Linked DNA regions of Mus musculus: region 1 is linked to region 2. Evidence: chromatin contacts called from public HiChIP or PLAC-seq data. All regions are on one chromosome and are shown on one strand. The core of a region is the stretch at or near the end of the contact, and the rest is flanking DNA. Distances in the headings are between cores, read along the strand shown.

Evidence for each region. HiChIP or PLAC-seq counts read pairs in DNA pulled down with a chosen protein or histone mark.
Region 1: a contact with region 2 is called in an HNF4G HiChIP or PLAC-seq map of pancreatic cancer cells. The contact joins two enhancer-like sites. A contact is called at or near these places in 2 of 115 datasets of contacts at active chromatin or transcription factors (T-cell acute lymphoblastic leukemia and pancreatic cancer cells).

What each region holds. Positions count from the first base shown.
Region 1 is chr15:102,236,689-102,242,965 of GRCm38.p6, forward strand. Rarg (retinoic acid receptor, gamma) reads right to left here. Exons shown (of 10, transcript NM_011244.4): 4 at 5,148-5,296; 5 at 4,370-4,511; 6 at 3,440-3,600; 7 at 3,170-3,346; 8 at 2,702-2,906; 9 at 2,117-2,275. Among named protein-coding and RNA genes, the nearest start is that of Itgb7, 7.9 kb to the left of the region's middle. Within about 2 kb of position 2,698, at least 40 of the 459 cell types and tissues checked have an H3K27ac peak or open chromatin away from gene starts, as enhancers often do. A contact at or near this core is called in pancreatic cancer cells, where this site is marked.
Region 2 is chr15:101,333,102-101,339,731 of GRCm38.p6, forward strand. No RefSeq gene overlaps it. Among named protein-coding and RNA genes, the nearest start is that of Gm52200, 18 kb to the left of the region's middle. Within about 2 kb of position 3,795, at least 94 of the 459 cell types and tissues checked have an H3K27ac peak or open chromatin away from gene starts, as enhancers often do. A contact at or near this core is called in pancreatic cancer cells, where this site is marked.

The sequences.
Region 1 (6,277 bases), core at 1,448-3,947, 900 kb after region 2:
ATGTGGTTGCTGGGAATTGAACTCAGGACCTCTGGAAGAGCAGTCAGTGCTCTTAACTGCTGAGCCATCTCTCCAGCCCAAGAACAGATTTTTTTTTAAGATGGAATCTTGCTATATTACTCTGGCCCAGCCTTGAACTTGAACTTGCAGCAATCCTCCTGCCTCTTCTTTCTATGTGTTACAACTATGTGCCCAACTCTCAGGGTGTCTTTTTATGGATTTATTTACTTATATATATGGGTGTCTTGTGTACATGTATGTGTGCACACTGAAGAGGGTACTGGATCCCATGGGGCTACAGTGATAGATGGTTGTGAGCCACCATAAGGGTGCTGGGAATTGAACTCATGACCTCCAGAAGAAATGCCAGTGCTCTTAGCACCTGAGCCATCTCTCCAGCCCTTTTGGTATCTTTTCTTCCTTCCTTCCTTTTTTTGTTGTTGTTGTTGTTGTTGTTGTTTTGTTTTCTGGTTTGTTTGTTTTTTAAAGCAGGGCTTCTCAGTGTAGTCCCGGTTGTCCTGGGACTCACTGTGTAAACCATGCTGGTCTTGAACTCACAGAGATCCCCGCCAACCCCCACCCCTGCCTCTGCCTCCTGGGTGCTTAGATCAAAGGCATGCACCACCATGTTCAACATCCTTTCAAAACTGTGGGTCTGTGAGATGGCAGACGGCTCAGTGTACAATGTGCTGACACAAGTACAAGCCTGACAACCTGACTTTGATCCAAGAACCTATATAAAGCTGAAAGGAGAGATTCAACTGTACATAGTTGCCTTCTGACCTCTGCACAAAATGTGAAACAGAGTGAGTGACCCCCCCCCAATCTCTACATCATGCAATGACAAGAACAACCCATATGCAATCAAACAATCAATCAATCGATCAATAAACATAAAATATTTCTTTTTTTTTCTTTTTTTTTTTTTTTGTTGTTTTTCAAAATAGAGTTTCTCTATGTAGCCCTGGCTGTCCTGGAACTCACTCTGTAGACCAGGCTGGCCTTGAACTCAGAAGTCTGCCTGCCTCTGCCTCCCAAGTGCTGGGATTAAAGGTGTGCGCCACCACTGCCTGGCTTGTTTTTGTTTTCAAGACAGGGTTTCTCTGTGTAGCTTTGGCTGTTCTGGAAGACTAGGCTGGCTTCGAACTCACAGATGCCTGCCTGCCTCTACCTCCTGGGGGTTAGTTGTAAAATATTTTTTTGAAGATGTACAGCTCTGTTACCCAGTATGGCAGCCAGACTTTAACATCCAGAGCTTTCCAGCTGTTGCAAGGCAGGATCTTAATAATGTTTATGGCAATGTTTATCAAATATTCATGATGTTACACTGTGATGGTGGAAATGTCCAGCTATCCTTGAACTCATGAACTCAAAGTAAACCTCCGGCCTCAGCCTCCCTCATACTGAAATGACATGCATGGACCACCCACCATGCATGGCTCTTAATCTCATCTCAAAGTATACAAGGTAGTGTAGTCACTTAGTCCTTACAATAAGCTTCTGAGGTAGCATATCTAACCAGGCAGTGGTGGCACACACCTTTAATCCCAGCACTTGGGAGGCAGAGGCAAGTGGATCTCTGAGTTCGAGACCAGCCTGGTCTACAGAGTGAGTTCCAGGACAGCCAAGGGTACTCCGAGAAACCCGGTTTCAAAAAAACCAAAAATGTTTAGCCTTAGTTTCCAGACAGAAAAAAAAATAAGGCATAAAAAAGTAAAGGAAGGGCTGGAGAGATGGCTCAGTGGTTAAGAGCACTGACTGCTCTTCCGGAGGTCCTGAATTCAATTCCCAGCAACCACATGGTGGCTCACAACCATCCGTAATGAGATCTGATGCCTTCTTCTGGTGTGTCTGAAGACAGCTACAGGGTACTTACATATAATAAATAAATAAATGATAAAAAGTAAAGGAAGCTAGGTTGTCAGATAGCATTTGCCTAGTTTATGGATGGTACAAGGTTCCTCTCCGAGCAACACACACAAACACACACACACCAGGACTCCATGGAGGTTGCTGGATTCTCGGTTCCTCTCTCCCCCTGCCTGTGCCTGTCCACCTGTGTGACTCAGGAGACCTGCAGATCTGGGGAGGGAGAGAGAGTTGACTCAGAACTAACCCTTAGTGCTGATGCCCCGGAGGTCGGTGATTTTCATCAGCATCCTTGGGAACATGTAGGGTTGGCTGGGTCTCCGTCGCCGGGCATAGAGCCTCAGGGCTTCCAGCAGGGGCTCCTGCAGCTTGTCCACCTTCTCGGGCTCTTCCAGGTCCATTCGGTCTACACAAGGAGATTGGATGAGGCACGGTAGGACACAGTGACAGGCGGCTGACGCCTGACAGACCTTACTTGGAGGGCCTCAAAGCTATCTCATCCACTCTTTACTCCTGTCACTTAGCCCTCCAGGTTAGCTCCCCTGACATAAGGCCCTGTGTTTACTCCTCAGCAATGATGCTGCTCTAGAATATCACTCCCATTAAATTCCTATCTCAGCACTGTATCCAGGGCTTCTGCGTTCTCCGGACTCTGCCTCCTTCTTTTTCCCTTAGCCTGGTTAGCCAGAAAGACTATACATAAGCTGAGAAGTCTGTAGGAACAATTCCCAGGGAAAAAGACGACCTGCCACCTGGTCAGAGTGGGGATAGGGTCTGGATAGAGTCTGGTGGGAGAGGGAGCCCATGTAGACACCAGGGGGCGCCCCCGCACCTCCACAGATGAGGCAGATAGCACTAAGTAGCCCAGTCTCGGTGTCATCCATCTCCAGGGGCAGCAGCTGCCCGGCAAAGGCAAAGACGAGGTCTGTAAGGGGCCCAAAGCCAGCATTGTGCATCTGGGTTCGGTTCAGGGTCAGCCCATCCGAGAATGTCATAGTGTCCTGCTCTGGGGTATACCTTGTACAGATCCGCAGCATCTGGAGGGTGGGGGTAAGGAAAACGGTTAGTACTGCTCCTGAGGAAGGATTCCTAAGTGAGTTTGGTTCCCAGTAAGGAAAGCCTGAACTGGAGGAGTAAGGCGGAGAGGTGGGACTCTTGAGATTGGAAAGGGGAGGCTAGGCAAACCAGGAGGGAACTGCTAAGACAAAAAGAGCTTAGGTGGAGGAGAGGGCTAAAGGGTGTGGTGGGGGTGGTGGTGGAAAAGGGTCAGAGTGGTCCAGAACTCATCTGCCTAACTCACTAGGATGTCCAGACAAGCAGCCTTGAGCAGCGTGATCTGGTCGGCAATGCTGAGCCCTGTAAAACCAGGCAGCCGCTTCGCAAACTCCACAATCTTGATGATGCATTTGGTGGCCAGCTCGCTGAACTTGTCCCACAGCCCCAGGTCCAGCTGCACCCGGTGATCTGCACTGGAGTTCTGCAGGGGTGAAGTGAGCCGTGAAGGCTTCCCTGGGCACTCTCCCCACTGCCCGTTCCTGAGGCCCTCACCCAGACTCTGCCCACTCCTCACCGTGGTGTACTTGCCCAGCTGGCAGAGTGAGGGAAAAGTCTCCTGGTGGGCTTTGCTGACCTTGGTGATGAGTTCCTCTAACTGTGGACTCAGTTCATAGCTGTCGGGCGAGCCCTCCTCTTTTACCTCCTTTTTCTTCTTGTTTCGATCGTTCCTTACAGCTTGGGGTTGGAGGCAAAGAGAAGGATCAGGATCCTCAGGACCCTCCTGTTTTTTCTTTTCTTTCTTTCTTTTTTTTTTTTTTTTTTTTTTTTGGTTTTTTGAGTCAGGGTTTCTCTGTATAGCCCTGGCTGTCCTGGAACTCACTTTGTAGACCAGGCTGGCCTTGAACTCAGAAATCCGCCTGCCTCTGCCTCCCGAGTGCTGGGATTAAAGGCGTGTGCCACCACGCCCGGCTCAGATTCTCCTGATGGGCGTCTTCTCTCATCCTAGCTTAATGGGCTCAGTTCTCTTTAAGAATACGTATTAGTGCCTTAGTTTCCCTCTCTGCTACATAATCTCCTATTTCCAGGCTGGTTTGCCCCAGCCCCACCCAGAGCCTACAGCCATGCTCCCTCCCCAGGCCAATTCGGCTCCATCCTGCCCTTCCGGTTGCCCTGCAGGAGCTGGGGGTTGGAGGGGGGCAGGATATGCAGGCAGGATATCCACTTATAGCCTTGGCAGCACAATGGTGGGGGGGGGGAGTGGAAAGGAGGGGCCAGCTCAGAGCCATCTCAGGATCTGTCCTGTGAAAGAACAGGAGAGGGAAGGGATGAGCCCAACCCTCCTGCTCCACCAAACAGAAGCTACAGGGTGAAGAGAGCTAATCTAATGGGAATGGTCTTGGAGAAGAAAGCAGTTACAGGGCAGGCGAGATCTCAGGGTCAGGGAAGCTGGACGGCAAAGTGGACAACCGCACGACACGATAGGACAGGATAGGAGAGAGCCTACCTTCCTTGGACATGCCCACTTCGAAACACTTTTGTAGCCTGCAGTACTGGCATCGATTTCTGGTGACCTTGTTGATGATACAGTTTTTGTCACGGTGACATGTATACACCATGTTTTTCTGAATGCTGCGTCTGAAGAAGCCCTGAATTTGGAAGCAGGAGTGTCACTAAACAGGGTGCTGGGAATACCAGTATTTCTCAAGCAAAACAATTGGCCCTAGCTAGACCTGACCAGTCGTGTCGTGCGTGTGTGTTGTGTGTTTGTGTGTGTGTGTGAATACGCATGCATGCCTATATACACAACACACTATCAAACCTTCTGTACACTATGCTGTAAGCATTCCACCACTGAGCTAGGTCCTCAGCACCTCGCCCAACCAGTCACTCATTTATGCCCAAAGCAGTCCCTCACCCCACACAGACAAAAACACTCATGTGAACACAGTACCTGGGCCCCCTACCTTTAAAACGATTTTTATTTATCTAATCACTTATTCATTAATTTTTGGTTCTTCAAGACAGGTTTCTTTGTGTAGCCCTGGCTGTCCTGGAACTAGCTCTGTAGACTAGGCTGGCCTTGAACTCACAGAGATCTGCCTGCCTCTGCCCTTAGAGCATTGGCATAAGAGAGTCTCTGATGTGTTGCTGAGTTCTCAAGTATGCTAAGCAAGCATTCTACCTACTAAGCTACATTGCCAGCCAGCCTTATGTTTCCATCTCTGATGGTATAAGCCCAGTCAACTGAGTGCTAAACTCACCCGCCCCCACCACATACGCACCTTGCAGCCTTCACAGGAGCTGACCCCATAGTGGTAGCCAGAAGACTTGTCATTGCATACAAAGCATGGCTTATAGACCCGAGGAGGTGGTGGGGGTGAGGGAGAGCTGGGTACCATCTCCTCCGAGCTGGTGCTCTGTGTCTCCACCGCTGAATGAAAAGCAGCATGAGAAGATAAGCAGAAGCTGAGCAGAAGCACCCTCATCCCATGGCCTCTCTTTCTTGGGACCTGCTGGTGACCGCTGTTGTCACCCTTGTGCATAAGCCCTTAACAGGTACTCCCTGGAAAGCCCAGACCACCACTCTTTGTAGCTTGTTGGGATTTCAGGCCCCACCACTGCCCCCTACCCCATCCCCACCCCCATAAAGCCAACTCTTCTACATTAACGTTCAATTCTGCAAATTCCAGGCCAAGGAGTTAACTTCTCTGCTTCTGCTCCATAAAGTTGAAGATTGGTTGGGACTCAGCAGGTAAGAGCACTGGCTGCTCTCCCAGAGGACCAGGGTTCCATTCCCAGCATCTACATGGTAGTTTACAACCATTTGTAATCGCCAGTTCTAACAGAACCGGTTCCCTCTTCCATCTTCCATGGGCACCAGGCACAAAAATGGCACGCGAAAATACATATAGACAGAACACCATACACATTTTTAAAGGGGGCGGGGAGGGGCATAGAACTGAAAGGTTAGGGCTCACTCCTGACTCTAGTAATCCCAGAGTTCCCCTGGAAGCAGTTGGTGGCGGTGGGGGGTGGGGAGGAGGGCCGCAGATGTAGAGGCAAATGGAGCAGACAGGCTACCTACAGCTGGCACCTGGCTGAATGACTTAATGTAAGTCATTCCTGAAAGTGCTCTCAGGTCAGAAGAGGAGCATTAGCAGCTGAGTGACCGGCTCAGTGTCGGCTGACTGGGGAGCCAAGGCTCTCAGGGGCGCTGACCATAGCTACGTGGCGTTTAGTGAAAGAAGCTGTGGAGGAAAACAGGGATTCACTCAGGCCCTTAGGTCCAGGAGCAGTTTGGGGTGTAGCAGAGGGTCAGGTGACACTGGGTAAACAGAGCTGAGGGGGAAGGGAGCTGCCCCAGACCCTTTCCAAGCCTGTCTTCATTCCTGAACTGCTTCAGAAAACAGTC
Region 2 (6,630 bases), core at 2,545-5,044:
CAGATCACCACTACCTACTCATCCAGTCCTTGGTGCAGAGAGTTCTGCCTCATCCTGTGCCCTGGCCTGTGTGTACTAGGGGCACCCTCCAAGGTTGGGCCTGAGAGATGAAAAGTAGGACTCTGTAATACCAGGGGCTTTGGGGGCAGGATTTGCTTTGCTTTTTGAAGCAGTCTTAGCACAGGACTCTCTGGAAAGGGCTTTAATAGCAGTCTCACGGCAGCTCTGCTGACAGACAAGGAGGCCCTGGAAACAGCTGTGGGAAAGTGAGGGTGGGTGTAATTTCCCAGGAGCTGGAGACAGCTGGGAACTCAGAGTCTAGGTCACACCTCCCCTAACTCCTTGCCCTGGAGTCTAGTGCCTCTTACTGTACCCTCTATGATTGTTTAGGTCCCCTCTCCCTTACCTCAGCTTCCCTGCCTCTTAACTTGTTCACTCTGAGGACCTTGCTTACTGAGATTTTTGCAGGGTGGCTTTGTGTGGAGACAAGCAGAATATGTGAATGTGTCTAATGCGCAGAGCCACCTTCTCCCTTCTCCAGCCCTCTCTGCATGGAGCAGAAGGGACCAAGCTCCTGTGCTCATAACTACCACAAGCTTTGGGGCTCAGGGACCCTTCCCTGTGTCTTGTAGTTTTATAAATTAGATAATTCAAGCAGGCAGTTCTGCCTAATGCCAAGCTCTAATCTCGCCATTTCAAGCCTCTGCCTCTAAGCAGTGGTTTTCAAGAACTTCCTGATTCTGCAACCATGTAACACAGTTCCTCGTGTTGTGGTGACCCTCAATCACAAAGCTACTTTTGTTGCTACTTCTTAATCTTGCTACTGTTACGAATCACAATGTAGACATCTGTGTTTTCTGATGATTTTAGGCTCCCCCTGTGATAGGGTCACGACCCACAGGTTGAGAACCATTGCTCTAGAGGATGGGCTGCCTGGTGCTTCAGGACACAGTGCACTGGAGGTCGGCTTACAGGTGCCTTTTCTCCCTGGGCCCATCCCCGTGGCTTGGGGAATCACTTGATCCCATTCTGCGCTTACTGGGACCACTCTTTTATCTCCTTCCCCAGCCTGCTGGACCATGAGCTTTCTGCCTTCATGGCTCTGCTCTTCAGGTGTGCTGCCTGCTGCCCACAGTCTCCTCTTGACTCAGCATCTCTGTTGATGCCTGGCATCCCATTTGAGTCCCCTGCTAGCCTGATGCCCACGGCCTCATTACAGCGTCTGATGTTAGTGTATACAAAAGCTGAATAGTCCCCACCACTGGGAGCTCACATCCTCATCTTGGTCATTCTGGTGGGAAGCTTGATGTGTGAACCAAGTCCTGGTAGTCTGGTCTTGGCTCAGGTCTGGTCCTGGCTCCGTTCATTTCCCAGTCCCCAGCCTCCTAACCCTGCAGCCCTTCAGACACACACTAACAAGCATGACCAGTTGACTCTTTCTGATGTTATATATTCCAAAGCAGACACCATATCTGCAACACACTGGGACATCTGGGTCAGCCTATTATAAATGGGGCATCTGGTTACACAAGAGCCTGGCCTGTGTTTCTCTGCTGGCTACAGAGGTACCTATAGGCCTTGAAGAATTAGAAGAAAGAGGAGAACTCAGGATGCATCCTCAGAATGAGCATCTCTGGCCCTGGACAAAGTACACTTAGAACATTCTAGAAGCCAAAAATGTCAAGGCATGAGTGGCATATTGTATGGCTTCTCTTAGGGCTTAGGCTCAGAGGAAGACTGAGAGAGAGAGAGAGAGGGAGAGAGAGAGAGAGAGAGAGAGAGAGAGAGAGAGAGAGAGAGAGAGAGAGAGAGAAGGGTCACAGTCTGTGAACAATGATCCACGTGCACAGTTAGTGAGCACTTACTGTATACAAACACTGTGGCAGGTGAGCACATGTGTGAACAGAGTCCATGTCTGGCGTGGTCTTTAGCAATGGCTGATGTCACCACCTCTGGTTAGGGCCGTACGCGGACACATGGTGTGTCACACAGCAGCACACAGTGCCTGGGATTAGAATCTGTGCTGCTTCCTCAGCATCTGTAGCCCTAGGAACCTCCCTGAGCACAGCGCTGTGTCAGCAAAGGGGAGGCTTTGGCTAGGGAATAGCTGACTGACTTAAAAAAAAAAAAAGATTGGCTTGTATGAATGCTTTGCCTGTAGTAGGTATGTACACCGTGTGTGTGGCTAGTGCCCATGAAAGTCAGAAGAGGACCTTGAGTCCCTTGGAACTAAAGTTAGTTATGAGCCACCATATGGGTGTTGGGAGCCAGGCATGGGTCTTCTGTAAGAGCAACAAATGTTTTTAACCATTGAGGTACCTCTCCAGCTCCTCCCCACTTAAAAAAAGAGATTTATTTATTTATTATTATATCTAAGTACACTGTAGCTGTCTTCAGACACACCAGAAGAGGGCATCAGATCCCATTACGAATGGTTGTGAGCCACCATGTGGTTGCTGGGACTTGAACTCAGGACCTTCGGAAGAGCACTCAGTGCTCTTAACCACTGAGCCATCTCTCCAGCCCAGCCTCTCCCTTTTTTAAATTAAAAGATTTCTATTATATTTATCATTGTTGTTATTGTTAGTGTGTGTGTGTATGTAGCTCAGGAGATACATTTTGGGAGTTGTTTTTTCCTCCCACCATGGGCTTTAGGACTTGAGGCTCCATCTTGCTGGCCTAGATTGCTCAGCATTTTGAAATACAGTTGCCAGATGTCGGGGGTTGGGTGGGAGGTGGGGGTGGAAGGGTGGGTGGGGTAGAGGGATGGGGGATGGGGGTAAGAAACCCATGAGAACCAAGGCCACAGGATTGGGGGATATCAAGGGTGTGTGTGTGTGTGTGTGTGTGTATGTGTGTATCCATGCACACATGCATGGGAGAATATGTAGACCTCTGTGTGTGTGAATGGGAAACTGGGAAGGCCCAGGGCTGAGGTGCTGGCTGATCGCTTATAAAGTTCTCTTTGTTCACACAGAGTTTGGATCTGCTTATCTGAGAGGTGTTGGAGGGTCTAGGGCCAGGACCCAAAGGACCTATGGGGAAGACCTGTCAGGGTTGTGTGTGAGGGTGGGGGAAGGAGGAGCCTCACTAGTGAGTTTGAAGTGGATGAGGGTCAGGGATCAGTACTGGCCGCCTCCTGGGCAAAAGGTTTCCCTGAGCCATAGTAGGGTAGTGGAGACATCGTGGCTAGTGTGGTGGGTGAGTAGGGGGCAGTGAGGGTGGAGACTAAGAACCTTGGCAGGTAAGAGGGTAGAGGTCAAGGAATGCCTTTGTAAGCTCCTGTATTCATCCTTCCCACCTCCCGACCAGCAGGAACTGTCTAATGAGTGATTGATGAGGGTGGTGGGACCAGGGGAGGCTCTCTGGGACTGGGGTACAGGTAGCATCCTCCTTCTTGTGCTGAGACTCTCAGGTCCATAGCAGCCTGCAAGGGGAGGTTCCATTTCAGCTTTGGGAAGCTCCTTCCTTGTCCCGGGCGCGGTGCCCTGGAATGCTGTGCTCAGATGTGGCGGCACCGCCCGCGTCGCGTCCAGTCCCGTCCTGTCCCGTCCCATCTTGCCCAGTCTGGGCCGCCCTGAGCAGCCTCCCTGCCCAGGCACGCGGACCACCGCAGGTGGATACCAGGTGTCTACAGGAACAGAGGTTGCAAGCTCCGCCCCGGGACCTGCCCTCTGCCATGCCCCCACAGGGGTACCTGAGGCTTAGCACCCCGACTCTGTCAGGGTCTCTGGCTCACTGTTTTAGTTGGTGGCTTCTCTATGGGAAGGAATCCTGGAGGCATGAGTCATGCCCTTACTGCTTTTGAAGCCTCCCATATTTCCGGCCTCAGTTTCTTCCTGTTAAGAGGGTCACGATCCTGGCTGCGGTTGTGCTAATCAGGAGAAAAAAGGCTTGTCTGTGCTTCCGTCCATGCTCAGCTCCTTACAAAGGGTCCTTTCGTAGTGTCTTAATCCTCCTTCCTTCCGTGGGCTGTGGTTTTCAGGCTGGGGGTAGAGAACTGGACTGTATTGAAACAGAAACCTTGGTCTGTGCTGGTAAGCTGGTCTGGCCTTTCCTATCTGGAGGCTCTAAAAGGAAGCTGGGAGCAGGCTAGAGGGGCCTGAGGAATGCTTACCCAGGCCCCTGCTTTTCTCTGCTCTTGGCCTGCAGGGCTGAGCCAGAGTGGCTATGGGCAGGCACCCACCAGGCCTTTGGAGGTAGAGACTCAAACTAAAGAGCAATCTTAGGTAGCATAGTGTGGTGGCCAGAGGGGAGCACAAATGTTATCTTCATTTGACAGCTGGGTAAACTGAGGCTGGAGTTCCTCCAGGTAGGGGCCTGAACTAGATCCTGTGCCAGTACTGTTCCCTATTTCTGTCTCCCATGGTAGGCAGGTGTAATGTCATTACCCAGATCCATGGCTGGCTGCGATAATGCTTCCCCCTGATCCACCAACCTGCTGGGAAGTTCCAGAAGGGACTCTGTTATTTCTCAGGTTGGCCCTGGAGAGCTGCTCCTTCCAGGAGAGGGAGTTCCATGAATTTAGGGTACATGGCCCCTCTCCCCATTTTTCTCCCATTTCACCAGCTGGGCAGTGTACTTAACAAAGCTCAGAGGGAGAGGTCTACCTTTGTCTGCTAATGGGGTTTGGTCAGCCTGCTTCTACTGCTTCTAAGCTGTGTGGCTTAGGCCCTTTCTCTGCCTGGCCTTCAGATTCTCTCTTAAGATGAGCAGGCAGGGTACACTCATGGTTCTGGGATGTCACCCCTCGAAGGAGGGCTGTGCCCTAGAGTTAAGGTGAGGTTGCCCAGTTAAGGTGAGGTGGCCTTGCTCATTTATAGAGGGAGATGGACCAATGAGGGTAGTACTGGCTATCTTGTGGTCCGTTTACTTCAGAGGACAGATGAAGAGGTGCTGGGCATGCCATCATGCCTGTCAGAGCATTAGGGGAGGGTCTCCGACAAGTCATTTGGGACCTGGTGTGTTGGGAGTGTTGTGACTGATATAAAGCCTCCAGGGGGTGGCCTTGAAGCCCCATAGACCTTGTGACTGGCTTGATGGCTCTGTGGCTCTGTGTCAGCACATGAACCATGGTCCTTTTCCTCTTGACACAGGACAAAGAACTCCTTTCCTCTGCCATAGGCCATAGGGTATTGGGAGGATATGTGCTTGGACCCCAGAGCTTTGCTTCAACAGAGCTATGGTCTTAGCATATGCAGCTTGTGCAAACAGGGAGGGGGTGAGCAGGCCGTAGAGTCCTCAGGAGAACCCTATGCTCCCCAAGTCTCACACCAAGGCCACAATGTATCCTAGGCTCCCCAAGTCTCACGCCAAGGCCACAATGTATCAAAGTAAAGCCTTTTGTGGCCTAGGGATTAAATGATCCCTAAGCTGTCTAGTTTGCACTCCTTGTCTGTGACCAAGAGGAAGTGGAGGCAGCAGGAATGCTAGAATCCAGCCAGGTCCTGTCCCAACAGGCACCAGAGGGTTGGGCTTCATGGGCTCTAAGCACAGCGGTAGCTAAGCAGCCTCAATAAACAGTGGAAACACACAAGTGCCCCCAGTGTGTGCGTGCTCCTGGTCACGTGTATACCTAGGTTGAGGCCACAGTGTTTCAAATCATAGATAGGGACCATTCTTGTCCCTTTCCAATCCTGTCACAAACAGGCCTGGGATGTGTTCTGTCAGTCACAGAACATTTGTGCTGTACCTGGCCAACCACACACATTATCCTCTTCAGTCCCTATAGCCCTGGATGCAGGTAACCTTAGTACCCATTTTCAAAGATGGGGAAACTGAGACTCTGAAAGTTGTACAAGCCCAAGGGCAAGGGCAAGGGCAAAATCAGGCTTCAAATTTAGTTCCGTCTCACTGTGGAATCATTTCAGCACTTTTGGGATGTGTGCATGTGAGCAGTGACCAGGGTATGTGCACACATTTGCAGAGATGGTTGCTATGCTGGTGGCCGGTGTCTGTAGGATGCCTCCATTAAGATGTATACACTTATATGACCCATAAAGCCCAAATGCATATGTTTGTGTATGCGTGTGTATACATGTGTGCAATGCATGTCTATATTCACTAGTGCAAATGTGTGATGTGTGTGTACTGTGCCATGTGGTTCTCTCAACCTCCCTGTCAGCCCATGTGCCTTCTCTCCCTTCTTGGCTCTGGACACAAGTGGAATACCTTAATATGTTTCATGGAAGGACTATCAGGCTGGTGCCACATGGGTTTGTGACAGCCTTGTAGACGGCACAGGAGCCTTCGGGAGTCCACAGCTTGGGCAAGAAATGCCAGATGTGAAGAAGAAAGGGGGTTTCTCAACCTCCAACCAGGGACAGAGATCTGTAATAGACTCCATTAAGGAGCCCTGAACCTGGCCCCTTTATTTCTCTCTTAGGGTTCAACCTCAGAACTTGGGACAATTCTCCTATGACCCTACAGGGGGCCCAGAGTCAGGGCACCTGTGGCTCTCAGCACAGATCTCTGCCAGGCAATCCACCTCTGTACTGGAGGCAGTGGAGGGGAGAAGGGAACCCCAAATGGTGCTAAGCCTCTTCTGTGGCTCACATAAGTAGGGTGTTGTCCCAGTCCCTAAGGTAAGGGCTCACTGTTCAGTGTGCTGGTATAGATGTGACAATGGAC